Linked DNA regions of Triticum aestivum: regions 2 and 3 are each linked to region 1. Evidence: chromatin contacts called from public Hi-C data. All regions are on one chromosome and are shown on one strand. Each heading gives the region's core, a stretch centred on a gene start, on an enhancer-like site or on the middle of the called end of the contact. The rest is flanking DNA. Distances are from core to core; before and after follow the strand shown. Region 1 holds the start of LOC123071175 (protein rtoA). Region 2 holds the start of LOC123071180 (NADH--cytochrome b5 reductase 1). Region 3 holds the start of LOC123071171 (non-specific lipid transfer protein GPI-anchored 2).

What was found. A called contact is a pair of places that touch in the nucleus more often than the background predicts.
Region 2: a Hi-C map of leaf shows a contact between it and region 1, with 5 times the contacts expected there. The contact joins the promoter of LOC123071180 here to the promoter of LOC123071175 in region 1. A contact is called at or near these places in 2 of 5 Hi-C or Micro-C datasets (both in leaf).
Region 3: a contact with region 1 is called in a Hi-C map of leaf, with 4 times the contacts expected there. The contact joins the promoter of LOC123071171 here to the promoter of LOC123071175 in region 1. A contact is called at or near these places in 2 of 5 Hi-C or Micro-C datasets (both in leaf).

Annotation. Positions count from the first base shown.
Region 1 is chr3B:597,073,257-597,078,273 of IWGSC CS RefSeq v2.1, forward strand. LOC123071175 (protein rtoA) reads right to left here and starts at 1,975. Exons shown (of 3, transcript XM_044494686.1): 1 at 1,302-1,975; 2 at 221-657. The coding sequence starts at 622. It overlaps LOC123071177 (F-box protein SKIP24), which reads right to left. Exons shown (of 5, transcript XR_006434149.1): 3 at 4,016-4,143; 4 at 3,729-3,897; 5 at 2,831-3,466.
Region 2 is chr3B:597,570,715-597,575,731 of IWGSC CS RefSeq v2.1, forward strand. LOC123071180 (NADH--cytochrome b5 reductase 1) reads right to left here and starts at 3,125. Exons shown (of 9, transcript XM_044494692.1): 1 at 2,993-3,125; 2 at 2,014-2,155; 3 at 1,825-1,915; 4 at 1,615-1,692; 5 at 1,389-1,469; 6 at 1,200-1,289; 7 at 475-540. The coding sequence starts at 3,104.
Region 3 is chr3B:596,775,979-596,780,995 of IWGSC CS RefSeq v2.1, forward strand. LOC123071171 (non-specific lipid transfer protein GPI-anchored 2) reads left to right here and starts at 2,739. Exons shown (of 3, transcript XM_044494674.1): 1 at 2,739-3,178; 2 at 3,555-3,632; 3 at 3,942-4,583. The coding sequence starts at 2,809. The coding sequence ends at 4,063.

The DNA.
Region 1 (5,017 bases), core at 725-3,224:
AGGTATAAGAAGGAGCAGCAAATCATAAGAGCAGAATTACATTTAGCTACCCAAAATTCTAAATGACAGGTAATAATATGTTCTAAGAAGCAAGAGTCAATATGTCAAAAACTAAGCATCCAACACTTATAGCACATTTTTATATGAAGAGCCGCATAGCGATTGGCAAGATAAGACAGATTAGGAAGAGTCCATGCGTGTACTGCAATCAAATACTCACAGTGGTTGAGGAATTTCCATTCTCTGAATTTCCAGTTGATGATTCAGACGCATTCCCAGCAGTGAAGGCTGACGATGTGACCACTTCAGTGTCAATATCAACCAAATCATCAGCCGAATCTGATTCTATAGAAAGTGAATCCCCATTTTCGTCAGAGTCTTCACTCAGATCTGTCTCTTCATCATCATTGTCATTATAGACACGCATCACCTCAGCAAGAGCCAAACTGATTTCCTTGACAACCAAATCATCTTTCACACATGCTATTCCAGCTTCAAACTTTTCATCTTCAGGGAGAGCACAAGAGCTGTGCTCAAAACCTGCTTTTCCACAGGTGCTGCGGCTGAGACATGAGCTGCTGCTCACACCTTCAGCACTGCAGTCTACCAAAGGTCCGCCCATCCACAAGCTAAATCCGAAGTTCAGAAGAGAACTTCCTGCTTAGCAGGGAAAAACAAAAATTAGAATAGAACAAGTAAGGACTTCTTAAGGACCACGCCCTAGTTTACTAGATAAAGTTAATAAGACCATATGATAGAAATAGGTGCACATATATTGCTCATATTTAAGTTCATTCGATCTGAGGCAACATTTCTAGCAAAACAGGTAAACCAAAAATCTACTACTCCCTCCGATCCATATTAGTTGTAGCTGAAACGGATGTATCTAGATGTATTTTAGTGCTAGATACATCCATTTGAGTGACAACTAATATGGATCAGAGGGAGTAGCAGTATTTTATAAAGAAACTAATCACAAAACATGTTTAAAGCCTAAGGGCATTCACTCCATGATATAATTAAAGAGTCTAACTGCATAAGACAACAAATATTCGAAAGGAACGTAATTCCACCATTAATATGTACTCCCTCCGTCCGGAAAAACTTGTCATCAAAATGGACAAAAAGGAGTGTATCTAGAACTAAAATACATCTAGATACATCCCCTTTTATTCATTTTGATGACAAGTATTTCCGGACGGAGGGAGTACACAATTTCATTGCATTTGCAATTCCACCAGAAGGGTAAACTGGCATATTTTCACACATAGAAAAAATGACCTGGCAAAACTTTCCCATACCTCTTTCCTCGGAGAGACAGCAATCACAACCTCCAACAGGCCAAATCGCTCTGGATCGGACCTGGTGATCGAACACAGACACAGACACCAAACCCGCGCGAACACAAAAGGCAGAGATGTAACACAGAGCCCTCACAACCAGACAATCCTCAGGACGAGCACAAGGAGCAGATCGAACCGAAGGTCGTGGGCAACGAGGGGGAGGCAAACGTCAGAGGCAATTACTACGATTACCAATACTACTACTACTAAAACGATGCGAGGAGGAGAGCTTGAGGCGGTGCGAGCAGGGGAAGAAGGAGGCCTCGGAGTTCCCGGACGCGACGGCGCGGAGGCTGGTGGGGTACGCGGCTGGCGCCGCAGACATCCTGTCCGCGCGGTGGGCGCCGCAACGCTGCGGTGCCGCCTAGATATCCAACTTGTCGGGTTCCGGCGACCGGGGACGACGGCGGGCGGAGAGGAGGGGCGGCGGGAGATACGACGAGAGGGCGCTGTCACGCCCTGCTTGTGGGTCGGCCTCACCGGAGGTAGGATTTGGTGCCGGAGAGAACGAGGTCGACGGCGAGCGCGGCGAGGCGAGGGATTTGGGGATCGGATCAGGACGGAGGCTGAGATTACGGAACGGGAGCGGGTGTGCGTGGATTGGCTATTGGTGCGGCGAGAGGGCGGAGCGGGTCGGGCCCCGGGGTTATATACCGTGCGGCCTGACGGGTGGGGCCTGGGTACGGGCAAATGGAAGTGGGTGACAGGCTGGGCGCCAACGCGCGGGGCCCGGCTGCAGCGGGGGGTGGCCGGGTCAACAGGTACAGCGCGGCGGGAATAAGGTGCGGCACGGAAGGCGCGCCACGTCGGCCGGGCGCCCGGGGAAAATTCAGACGGGGGTGGCGGGCGGCAAATTTGACAAATTTAACCCATAGAGAGCTAGGCGCCATATTGTACAGTGTAGCGCCTAGCTCCTGGGCGTTACACTAGTGCAGCGCCTAGCTCCCAGGCGTTGCACTAGTGCAGCGCCTGAGAACTAGGCGCCACGGGTCAGCCGTGTGAAATAGTTTCACGCTCAGTTCATTCTGTGATTTGATTTCGTCTATAGGTCAAATTTGTTAAATTTGCCGTGGCGGGCAGGCGGGGGAGAGGCTGTTCCCGTACGAGTACTCGTACTCGTCCCGTTTTGGACCGGGCAGGAGAGTGATGAGCCGGCGGGTACGATCGGCGCGGCTATTTTGCGATCGGGATCTTTTCCTGGCCCGTTTTGGGGGTGTCACGTCTGATGCGTGACGAGTGATTATTTCGGCCTTGCTGTGCCTGTTGACAGGTACCTGCTCCGTGGCCTTCGGCGTCGCTGCCGGGTGCTTGCTATGCCGGCTTCGCCGACTCACGCGACCGGCGACCCTTCGCCGCCGCCGCCTCGCACGAGGACATGTGTTGAACGTTGTACGTGCACATCTATTGTTTTTCTAGTTAATTGAAGCTCTTTGGTCAACTGACTGAAACATTCTAATAACTTCTAAGATGATATCGAAACCGAGACCGAGTGAATGAGCGATCTTAAGTCAAGAATCCAAATTAAGAGTCACAAAAGGTTTGCAGAGGCTGCTCATCACTCGCCATGGACGAGGATGCTTTTAAGGCTAGTTGACCGCTTAGTACTAGCATACAAATGAATGAGAACATCTCCAAACCCGAAATGCAAGGCAAAATGAAGAGCACCGAGCCAACAGTTTCATACAGTACGCTCCCCAGAAACCAACGGTCAGCTGAAGAAATCCAATCAGACCAGTCGTCCTTCTGCTGTAGAAAAGTCGACCGCCCACAACTTCGTGACGGCCAAGCACCAGGGCCGGACTATTCTGCTCTGAAAATAGCTGGCGTCCACACGAGTAGCTGGCGGCTGCACGGTACACATTCGATGAGAATAACATTCTCTCGGCAGCAATTGGTGGGAAAATTGCTTTTTCGCCGCCAAAAGAAAAGGATAAGATTCTTTCGGCAATTGGAAGGGATCAGTTGAGCTTGATTCGTTCATTCTGCTGGAAAGGAACAACGCCACGTACATCATGTGCGCACACATGCCCAAACAAATGAACCGACGAAGAATCCACAGTGCATTTGGACTCTTTTCCCCGAAACGAATATCTTGGCACTTGCTGCACTGCGGATGCCTTTGTCTGCACAAAAGGTTGAAGAAAAAAACTGATACTGTGAATAGTTCCGAAAGGCCGCATATCTTCCTCGTTGCCGGTTATCCATTCCAACATGCTATGCTAATAATGAACTATGTATGTGCAAGTTGAGACACAATGCTCTTCTATCTTGAAAGAAAAATGTGCCGAGGATGAATGCGAATGCAAATTCTAATAAGAAATGGCATAAAAGGAAACATAATATGGCCGAGGCTATCAAGAGATACGGAAAGCTATTTAGGGGTACCTTGAGGCAAATGAAGATCCGATGGTGAACAATGGTTTTACTTCAGTCTCTTCCTCTTTGCTTGTGGCTCATTTCCAGGTGCGCTTGTATCACTACAATTCTGCATAGGATGATATTTTGCTCGTCTCAATGCTTCCTCGTACTCATTCAACTTGAGCTTCTCCTTGTTCTAGCAAAGCATCAAAAGCACAACTATAGTGAGGCTAGCCTTGTTAACCATTTGCAATTTTACCAAAATCAAAGATCACATACGTAAGCATTCTTGTAAGTTGCTATTTGTTGCTTACAAACTTTCAGCTCCATGTGTAGAGCACTAAGACGAGAATCAACAGGAACAGTGCATTGCTGAACCAACTGTTTCTGACGCCCATGAACAACTTGTGGTTGCCACACGTTTAATGCCACCGAAGCTCTTCTGTCAACATCTCACGACAACAATAAATTAGACTATCAGTATATACTGATGAGGAGTGCTGAAACATACCAGAATAAGTCACGAAAAAGATGTATTCTTATACTGATGTCTAAACCTGCAGTTTCCCTGGCTGAGAAGGATTGCAGAGATTATTTGTTTTTGTCAGGTGAGCAGATAATGGAGTATTTTCTATAGCTTATTGCCTGCTGAACTATAAATAAACCTTGTCTTAACACTGTACAAGTATGTTAAGACATCAATACTTAAAAGTTAAAACAAACACGATTGCATTCATAAGCATTGTCCATTATCCTAAATTCCTAATGAGCTGCTTCACAAGTTTGTATTTTTCTTGTCACCTTCATACGACAGGACGGCAGCTCGAGCCACTGAAGCAACACCTTTAACAAAAACCTAAATAAACAACAACAGCAGCAGCAACAGGAGCAACAACAAAGCCTTTAGTCCCAAACAAGTTGGGGTAGGTTTAACAAAAACCTAAATGTATGTAAGAATTGGTGAAGGGGTCACTGCAGTCTAGTTTGTCAGATATGGTTGTATTGGACTGAATATCTACATGTTTCTTGGTGTTCTACTTTGTCAGATATGGTTGTATTGGGCTGAATGTTGAGTTGTCACGTTCTGTATATGTGTTGTAACTTCACGTCCTAGCCTTTAGGCCTTACCCTGAGCGTGATCCATGCATGTAGGATCCACGTCTCTCTCCCATGTATAGCGTGGTCCATGCATGTAGGATCCACGTCTCTCTCCCATGTATATGTACCATGGCACTCACGGAATACAAGGTGTGCGTGAATCATTCTTCAACTTGGTAATCAGAGCAATGTCGACCAGTCCCACTCACTCCCCTGAG
Region 2 (5,017 bases), core at 1,875-4,374, 500 kb after region 1:
AAGTAGTCCAACACTATTCAAAACCTATCTGTGTGACCGGTATTATGCATACAGCTCTGTCCTGCAATTATCTAGCAGCACTACGTTACCATGTGTTCAACGATCAACAGCCTGTCCGATGTTACTGCCGTGAGAGTCATAGCAGAAATTCTGCACCTACTTATACTACTCCCTCCGTTCCTAAATATTTGTTTTTCTAGACATTTCAAATGACTACTACATACGGATGTATATAGACATATTTTAGAGTGTAGATTCACTCATTTTGCTCCATATGTAGTCACTTGTTGAAATGACTAGAAAGATAAGTATTTAGGAACGGAGGGAGTAGTTCCCAATGAATGGAGAAGTCCTGATTCCATTGTTTCCAAACAGAATTACTCGCGTGCTTCCGCATTATAAATGCAGTGTACTGATTTGAATAATATTTGATATGCACAACTAGTTAAAAGATGAGAAGAACATAGGGTGCACCTGATTCAACACGTAGAAGATCTTGAAGCGGTCAGGATATTCTTCGGCCAGGCTGTCCAGCTCTTCCTGCACAGATTAAACAGACCTATGAAGTCAGTACCAAGCAAAATAGCACAGTACTAGTGAAGCGCATCCATCATACAAGGACATCCCTTAGCTCAAGCCCATGCTGCTTTCATGATTTGAGTAACTTTGTAATTCATGTATTCAGTTATAGATGGTTTAATATTTACAATAAAAAAGAAAGCAAGGGAAGTTATATGCAAGTTTCAGTTACAAATTACTCTGTGTGACTAGTTCCCTTTTACTGCGGTACAAGTTGTGCACAAGTTCTGAATCACCTTAGACATTCTAGATATTTTACACTAAAATATCCTAGAGGGAATAAGAGGAAACAATATTTGGCATCTACTCCCTCCGTTCCGAATTACTTGTCTTGGATTTGTCTAGATACGGATGTATCTACCACTAAAATGAGTCTAGATAAATCTGTATCTAGACAAATCCAAGACAAGTAATTCGGAACGGAGGGAGTAAGTGTTATATCATCAACAACTATACGGAATAGATACATCGCTGATAACAACCTTATAAAGTTCTACTAAATGTGTCAAATATGCTCACAGTAACTCTGGTCTAATGGGTTAACATCATATGGTTTCTGTATCAGAGACTGCACGAAAACCAAAAAAGAGTTTCTACAGAAAAAAGGATGGCGATTCCACCTTCAGAAGAATGTCTTCAGGTGTGACATTTGCATAGACTAGATGAACCTTCGTTTTGTCATTAGGGTTCTCGAGAATTGCCCTTGCAACCTGTGAGAACAGAAAAAAGATTGTTAGTGGAAACCAAACAAACGGGTCTGTAGCATCATTGACTGCAATATAGAACTTTGTTTGAACTTTTTTTTTTACTTGGAACATCGGAGTGATGCCAGATCCACCAGCCAGCATTCCGAAAGCTCTCACTTGTCCTACTTGGTACTTGAAACGACCCTAGATCAGAGAACAAATCATGTTAAACTTATAATTAGATGGCAAATAAGCATGACATTGGGAATGTGGACTATAAATAACAACACCTGTGCAGCTATTTCTTATGAAACTAACACAGGTTGCTCATGATAAAAAAGAGTGTTACCTTAGGTCCCTTTACAGACATATAATCACCAACTTTCATTTCACGGAAGTGATGCGACATTCTTCCTTGAGGGTACATCTGAATTATGGGGAAAGGGAAATATTAAAAAAAGAAAAGGTGAAGAAACTACAGCTGAACACACAATCATGTGGAGCAAAAAGATAAGATTGTTAACCAATATTATTGTAGTATAAAGAAATGAACACATACCTTTATAACAAGCTGAAAATTTCCAAGATCAGAATCCAATGTAGTAGGTGTGTAAGGCTTGATTACTTCTTCACCGGTAGCATCTTGACCTCTGAATAAAAGGAGGGAACATTAACATGATTAAAGTTTGAAAGAAGTATACATTATAAAAGCAAACTTCAGAATTTAGAAGCAGCACATAATTCAAACCTGCAACTGATATGTTGACCAATTGGAAGGCCTAACACAGAGGTAGGGGTTGGAAGAGCAAATCGGAATTTGGCAACATTATGGCTTATTTGTGTCTTTTCCACAAGTTTAAACTTCCTGAAGTTCTCAGGATCCAAGCAGCCTGATGACAGCAAAAAGAGCACCAAGAATGACATTAAGCTCCAGCAGAAAGAATGCTCGAGCAATTTTTTTATTTGGTTGATGAAACAAAGAATGGAAGAAGTAATGAATGCTAGAATGAGGTGTGAAATTCCACAAGCAATTACTTAAAAATTCTACAGAACCACGCAGCAAACCAAACAATTTTTAATTTTTTTTGCAGAATAACAGGTGCACAGTTATTAAACTCACATCAGTAACCCATCCAAATCCATAATCTCACAACAAGCGTAATAGATGTTAGCCAGTATGCAACGCTTCTTTTCAAGTACTACTCATGATAACATGGCAAGACTAAATCAAGCAAGACAAATGGGGAAAATCTGCCCGTGGCACAGCTCTGCTTAGGCGGTTAGGCCGTCCTGAAATGGAGCCAGCAGGTAAAAATAACCGCGGCTCATATCTTCTAGTCGTTCAACAGACCTGTCTAAACACGAACAATACTTGGCTGGTTCAGTTCAGTTAGGAAAACAAACACTTCATTGGTTTATCATCTCCATATAGCGAGCGGCATCGACACAGTAAACGGCCACTGCCCAGACCAAGCCCAGCAGGAAGCAGGAAGCAGGTAGTGTCTGTCACCACGAAAAGCACCCGCTCACAAACCAATTCAGCAATTTTCACAGTACAATGGCCGAATTCGCGGCTCCACGGCCTCTCATCGGAAACTAACTGAAAGCTGTTGCGACTCCGGCCCACCAGGACACCAGATCGCATGCGAAATCACAGGCATCTCATGTAAGCATGCGTCTATCTGCCGAAATATGCACAGCACAGCCATACGCGGATACATACATACCCTTGGGCCTCTTGGACCGGCAGAGGAGGAGTGCGGCGCCCACGGCGACGGCGACGACCGCTACGGCGACGGCCACCATGGTCTCGACGCTCCGCCCCTGCAGGAAATCCATGGCCCCCTTCCTCCCGCGCGGCTGTCTGTCTGTCTGTCTCCCTCGCGACGCTCGGGGCGGGGGTTGGTTGGTTGGGTGCCTCGGGCTGCGGTGTTTGGTGCGAGATTTAGCTGGGTTTGGAATTAGAAGACGGGGCGGGCGCGGGGTTAGCTGCGGGAGCGGGGGTAGGTGGGGTGCGGTGGTGGTGACTGGTAAGACGGAAACCGCCGGTGGTGACTGGTGAGACCTGTGGGCGCGGCGCGGTGCGGTGGCGGAGATCGCGAGGTCGTATTCGCCCTTTTGCCCTCGCCACAGTTCAAAACACAGAGTCTGAATTTCAGGTGTGCAAAAGCACCTTCAGAAACTGTGAATACACTGCAAAAGTACCTTCAGAGACGCAAACAGAGCCTGAATTTCAGGTGTGTCTCGGTGAGCACACTGCAAAAGTAGCTTCAGAAATGCTAGTGGTACCAAACTGTGATGACACGGCACATTGCAGTCTAGTCTGAACAAAAGGCGATTTCCTGCGTGTCATTCGAGAATCACGAACTGAAGCTAAGCATGTGGATGAACTCATTTTGCTGGTAATGCATGTTTAGTGCATCGCCACAGCGGGGGTTGGGAGAGTAATTTCGTGCTCGCATCAATCGCTGTCTGGGTATGGGACGCTGGGCCCAGCTCTGTGATCGACCGGAATGGCTCCCTCATCCCAACGTGGATTGATTGGTAGTAGATCGATAGATAGATGCTCTGGTCTGGTCAGTTTTTCAATTGGCATCGGCGGGCTTGGTCACTTGTTTAGACCGCTTTCTACCACCACGCCACTTGTGCGTCTGCATTGCCAGCGGTCGGACCGGTCCACCGGCTCGGCTGATTGGTTAGACTTGGTCATGTATGGACTATGGAGGCGGAGCAGCAGCCGCACACTTGACACTTTCCACCAGCTTGAAAGGGAGAAACTCATTCATGTTGATACCTCCACTTGGCCACTGAGGCATTCTATCTTAGATTGGTGGCTTGGGATGACCGATGATTCCCTTCCCAACCGGAAGGGCATGGCCTTGCTCACCATGCTCACCACGTGGATGATATGGAATAAGACAAACGCTCGCGTCTTCCGTGGCAAGGACACTTCGCTTATGGTTATTGCTGACAACATCAAAAAGGGATGCACCGTTTTGGGTCACCGCGGGAGCTAAGAAGCTAGGGTCCATCGTGTCGGGGGAGTGATTCCTTCTTGTATCGTTAAGGGGTGTCAGTAACGCAAACTCCGTTCTCTCTTCCTCCACCTCCTCCTCCTCCTCCAAGAAAGAAAGTTAGGGTTTGTGTCTCTCGCCGGCGCCGGCGCAGGTCCGCCTCGTCTCCCTAGGGCCATGGAGGCGTGGTGGATCCTGGCAAGGGCCGGCGAGAGGGCTCCGTTTTTAGTCGTTTTTTTCAATCTTGTTAGGGTTTGTGTCCTACTCGGGAAGGCGAGACGGCGGCGGCTCCCTGAAGATGGAATAAAGGTCTCCCCTCCTAGCCCTCGTTCCGGCAGTGCGTCTAGCATCGTTGGTGAGCGTGTGGAGGTGTGTCTCCGGCAGATCTATCTTTGGTGGATTTGCTCGGATCTCGTCGTTGTTCGTCTACGTTCATGTGTCTTCGGTTTGGATCCTTCCGATTTACGTTATTTTTCATCGGCGGCGGTTGCTGTTCTTGGGTGCTGGTCCTATGGGGCCTTAGCACGACGACTTTCCAACTGTCTACTACAACAAGTTATGCCCGGCTCCGGCGATGGAGGGGCGATGACGGCGGCGCGCCTTCGGCTCGCTTCGGTGCTTGTAGTCGTCGCTAGGTGGTCTACGAATCTGGATGTAATTTTTATTTCTGGTATTCGTTGTACTGCCATGATTGAAGATGAATAGATTGAAAGTTTTTTCGGAAAAAAAAACGGGTTT
Region 3 (5,017 bases), core at 1,489-3,988, 300 kb before region 1:
AAGTTCAATAAAAATGCCGTGGAACTTACTACACGTTGCCATGGTAGCCATAGTATATTGAAAACAAAAATGTCGTGGAATTTTCAAATAATTTGCCATGGTATACACAAAAGAGCACCGTAGGACTAGGGACACTAGAGGGAGCGCCTCCGGAAGAAGAAAAAACGAAACAAAAAACAAGCCCAATTCTGGCTAGAATTTAGCGGCCGGAGGTCGGCGGGGGTGCGTGGTGTCGGCCTTTCGTGCGTCGTGGTCGTCGGAGGTGAGGAACGTAGCGGGGGCGGCCGTGCAGGGGGAAGAGAATTTTTTGCAACTTGGTGCGGGCGCTCAAATTTGAGAGCCACGAATTTGCAACTTGCTGCGGCCGTGAGATCACGTATTGTTTCAGGAACGAAACACATAAACCAGTTTGATTCTCTTGGCAACGCTCCGTATCTGCTCGTCCCCCGGCGAATAAAATACCCTGGCAGTGGCACACCGGAGCTGTGCCATGGAACCTGCCTGCGGCTGTAGCGTAGTGGAGGTCACCAGTTCACCTCCCACCAACCTTTTACCAAGAGTGAAGCAGAGGCCACCAGTGGGCAGTGGCAGTGCATAGACATGTTCAGTGCAACCTGACCACAGCATTGCCTCGTTCCTGAACAGAAAGCACCCGGTCTTTTTCCTGCTACGTACATAGCTCCTGAATGCCGTGATGCCACATATGAACACCCGTCGCCGCCGTCGTGTCGCGGCGGCCCCTCGCGGCCGGCCTGACCCGAATCTGAAACCTCCGTTTTCATCGTCACAGCGACGTCCACATGCTCATCCATCCCCCCACCCCAACCCATGGACGGCGACGCCCCATCAATGCGGCCAGAGGAGGCAGGGCCATCAGAGCTTCCCTCTGAGTCCTCCCAACTGATTTTTGGAGCACACTAGTGGCCGGGCGGCCCCGAATCACGGCCCCCCTGTCCTTCTCCCTCCCAGCCTGTTGCGTGGCGCAGCCAGCCGCATTCATTCAAGGTAGATTCACTCATTCACACACACATGGTCAGGCTGGTCACAATGGGCAAGAAAATAATCTAGTAACTTACACATTTTCCTAGACTATGTTACTATCTTCATAGTAGATAGAAACATCTATGTAGTGTCATGCAACGATGTATTTATTAGGTTATAGACTCATTGTTTCTTGGAGTGTGTGATGTTCCGGTAACTTAGCTAGTTACTCCCTCCGTCCGGGTTTATTAGGCCTCTCAGCATCACAAGCATGTCCCCTTTTATAAGGCCCCGTGTTGGAAAGGTGCATGCATGCACCCATTTCATTGGTTGTATTGAAAACTATTGTTGTTGGTGCCATGGCTGAAAATTTAATACACTTCATGTGTGCTTTTTCATTGGTTGCATGCATGTGAGAGAGTGCATTGGAAGTGAAATGGAAGAATTAATGTGAGCAAATTACTATGTGTCTTGGTCTAAGAGAAGTTGTCTTTAGGCCTAATAAACCCGGACGGAGGGAGTACCACAAACATCTCTCTCTTCATTAAATATGTGCCACATAAGCAAAATTATATTGAAGTGTGTGATGTTACTCCTAAGTTCCTTCCCATTGTGACCAGCCTCATGGATCATGGGTTGCATCGGTGGTTCTTCGTTTCGATTTTCCAAGCTGCTTCGCCGCAGTGATGGGTGGCGCTGGTACCACACGTGCTACAGTTACGGTGCGGCTGCCGCATTCATTTCGGCATTCATTCGTGGCGAGGAGCAGCCTGTAGCGGCGGTGGTGGTACCGTGCCGGAGATCGGGCCGGGTCAGGACGGGCGACGTACTGGACGGACCCGAGCACCACCCCGACCGGCCGGCCCGATGGTTTCAGTACGTACAACTGTTGGATTTGACCGGCCTTAAACTTAACCGAACAAACGATATCTCCCCCGTAACAGTGGCTCGTTCTGCCAGTGACCGCACCTGCACGCTGGCAGATCTGGCACGGAATTGGGCGCTTCGACGGGTCATCATCGGTCATCAGTACTGTGCGTTCATTCCGTAACAGTATGAGATCTCGCTATGTAATGTGTTTTCAGTCTCGGACGGCATGGCACGGCACAGCACGGCCCGATACGACGCGTCTAATCTGCCGCCCCAACTCTGCAAACTGCAGAGACATGTACGTTTGAACTCGCTTCAAATTAACAGCCTGGCTGGGCGTGCGTGTTTGCATGAGGGAAAGAGTGTAACTAGATCTCAGTCAACTAAAACTTAACCATGTTTAAATCAAATGACATAATATATTAAAGCTAAAATAGAAAATTTGCATGGATCTTCATGTAAGATCCAACGAATATAGTATCGATTGAGACTTAGCGTCAAAATGTCTATTAAAAATAGCATTGCACGTAGTTAGCCCATCTAATCAACTATTCTAAAAAAAAAAGGCCCATCTAATCAACCAATATGGCAAAGTGTGTGGCTAGGTCTCAGAAACTTAATAAGTCTAAATCAAATGACATAAAATATAAAAAGAAAAAAATACTGAAATGAAAAATTTAAATGGATCTTCATGTAAGATCCGACTGAGACTTAACAATCGCACATGGCAAAATGCCACAATGAAAATAGCACTGCCCGTAGTAGGAAATCACCAGAACGGGCATGCACGCAGCTCGACCGACCGGTCCATTTCGGCGCACCGCCACAGCACCCACAACGGCGGCCCTATTTCCGGCTATATATACTCGCGCTCACACATCGGTCATGCGTACTCGACCCTGCCTGCAGTCCCATACTCCATACACCACCACCTTCCTCCCAAGCGAACAAAGACTCATGGCGACTCTGCGGCGGTGCTCCGGGCTGCTGGTCGCGGTGGTGGCGCTGGCGCTGGCGGCGGGCATGGCGGCGGCGCAGGGGCCGGCCGGCGCGCCGGCGCCGGCTGCCGGGATCAGCTCCGAGTGCATGACCGCGGTGCTCAACATGTCCGACTGCCTGCCGTACGTGGAGAGCGGGAGCAAGACGCGGCACCCGGACAAGGCCTGCTGCCCGGAGCTGGACGGCCTGCTGCAGTCCAACCCCGTCTGCCTCTGCCAGCTGCTCGCCGGCGGCGCCGACTCCTACGGCATCAGCGTCGACTACAAGCGCGCCATGGCGCTGCCCGGCGTCTGCCGCCTCAACGCGCCGCCGCTCAGCGCCTGCGCAGGTAATCCTTCGCTTTTTTTCTGCCGTCGCTTCGCTTGGAGTAAGCTAGTCAGTGATCAAGTAGCTTAAACTGTACATGGACGAAAGGCAGAAGTATTTCACAAGGCTCACTGATCTGTCTACACGGAAAAGAGATTTCATCTTCAAGCGGGCGATAATAAAACATGGAAACTCGTTAATTATTTACTCATGCCAATCTGTACTCAAGCTGGAGTAGCCTAGTGAAAGAAGTAGTACGGTCTTTGTCCAACAACCTAATGGCATGATTTAGCAATCGAATTCCACCGAATTATCCTCGCAGAAAAGAACACATTGAATTTTGGATGTACTACTACAGTGGCAGTCGTAACTTATTAACAGAGACAAAAAAAATGCAGCTTTTGGAGTCCCCGTGGGGCCTTCTTCGGCGCCATTAACAGGAGTCTCTCCATCCGCTACAGGGCCACAGATGCCTGGTAAGCCATTGCTACTCTGCCTGCCCTGGTTCTTCGGTCCTTTTTTACTTCAGCAACTCTACTAGTGTTACTTGGCATGATTGCATAATAGATCTTTTACTAGGGAGACATCGGATATATTCAGTCTTTCGCCTCTTTGAACGAGTGAAATGTTCACATTCGGTCTTTTGATTTTGGCATGTTTATTCAAGCAAAAATGTTTCTGTACAATAATAACAAGGCAGGCATTTGAGGTACTATTAAGACTTTCAGAGTGAGATAGGGTCCTGAAACAAGTCTGCTTACTCTGCTCCACTCTGCCTCCTGCAGAGAACCCGCCATCCGGAACGCCGTCCAAGTCCAAGTCCCACGCCCCCGGCAGCCTCACCGGCCGCGGTCTCGTCGCCCTCGCCGCCCTACCGCTGGCGTTCACGGCCGCCGCCATGTTCTAGGGCAGCAAGAGTTCGCGAACGTGTGGCATTGTGCCGGTCTCACACGCTTGGCCCGATGAGATCACATTCTTCTCCATTCTTGCCTCACATTCCCATTGCTGTACACGAGAGATTATTTTTCTGGTTGATCCATTCCTTGTAATAGTTCCTTTACCTGTGTGTAATCTGCTAGAGACGGTTGACATTCTGTGTATTACTACCTACTCCCTCCGTCCTCGAATAAGTGTACTTCTACCGTTTTTCCTAAGTCAAAGTTTTATAATTTTGACCAACTTGTTAAAAAAGAGTAGTAGGATTATATGACATCAAATTGGTATATTATGAAAATACATTTCAGAACGAATCTAGTGATATTAATTTAGTGCCATAAATGGTGCTACTTTTACCTACAAAGTTGGTCAAAGTTTCAAAACTTTGAGTTAGAACAAAAGCTAGATGTACACTTATTCGCGGACGGAGGAAGTAGTTTGCATTATTGCTATCTTTAATTCTTTTCGTTATGTGTTTTCTTCCTCCTATATATAGACCAAAGTCACCAAAGCATACATTAGTACTAGTAGTATCAATGGGATCACGTGAAGTGTTGGCTAATTTGAGCATTGATACGGAAGAACCGAAGAATGGTGGTGTGGTGTGTGGGGGAGAAGCATTGGAATCGCCGTCGGTGGACGGTGGGCAAAGCCATCATGACACCGGCACCGATCGATCTTAAGCGCTGTTGGTTCATCAATGCTAGGATTCGTCCCATTCAATTCCTCAACGGCTGCTCTCCCATCTGTTACCAACCACGTCACTAATTACTCAAGCGCTACTAGTACTTACTTGAAGAGAGGGGGCAGATAGATAATTTGGGACACGCATATGGGCAGATACAGTACATAATTTGGATCGGGCAGCTAATTTGGGACACACGCGTTTAGAGCGTGTCTACCGATCCCTCAAAATCGGTTAAAG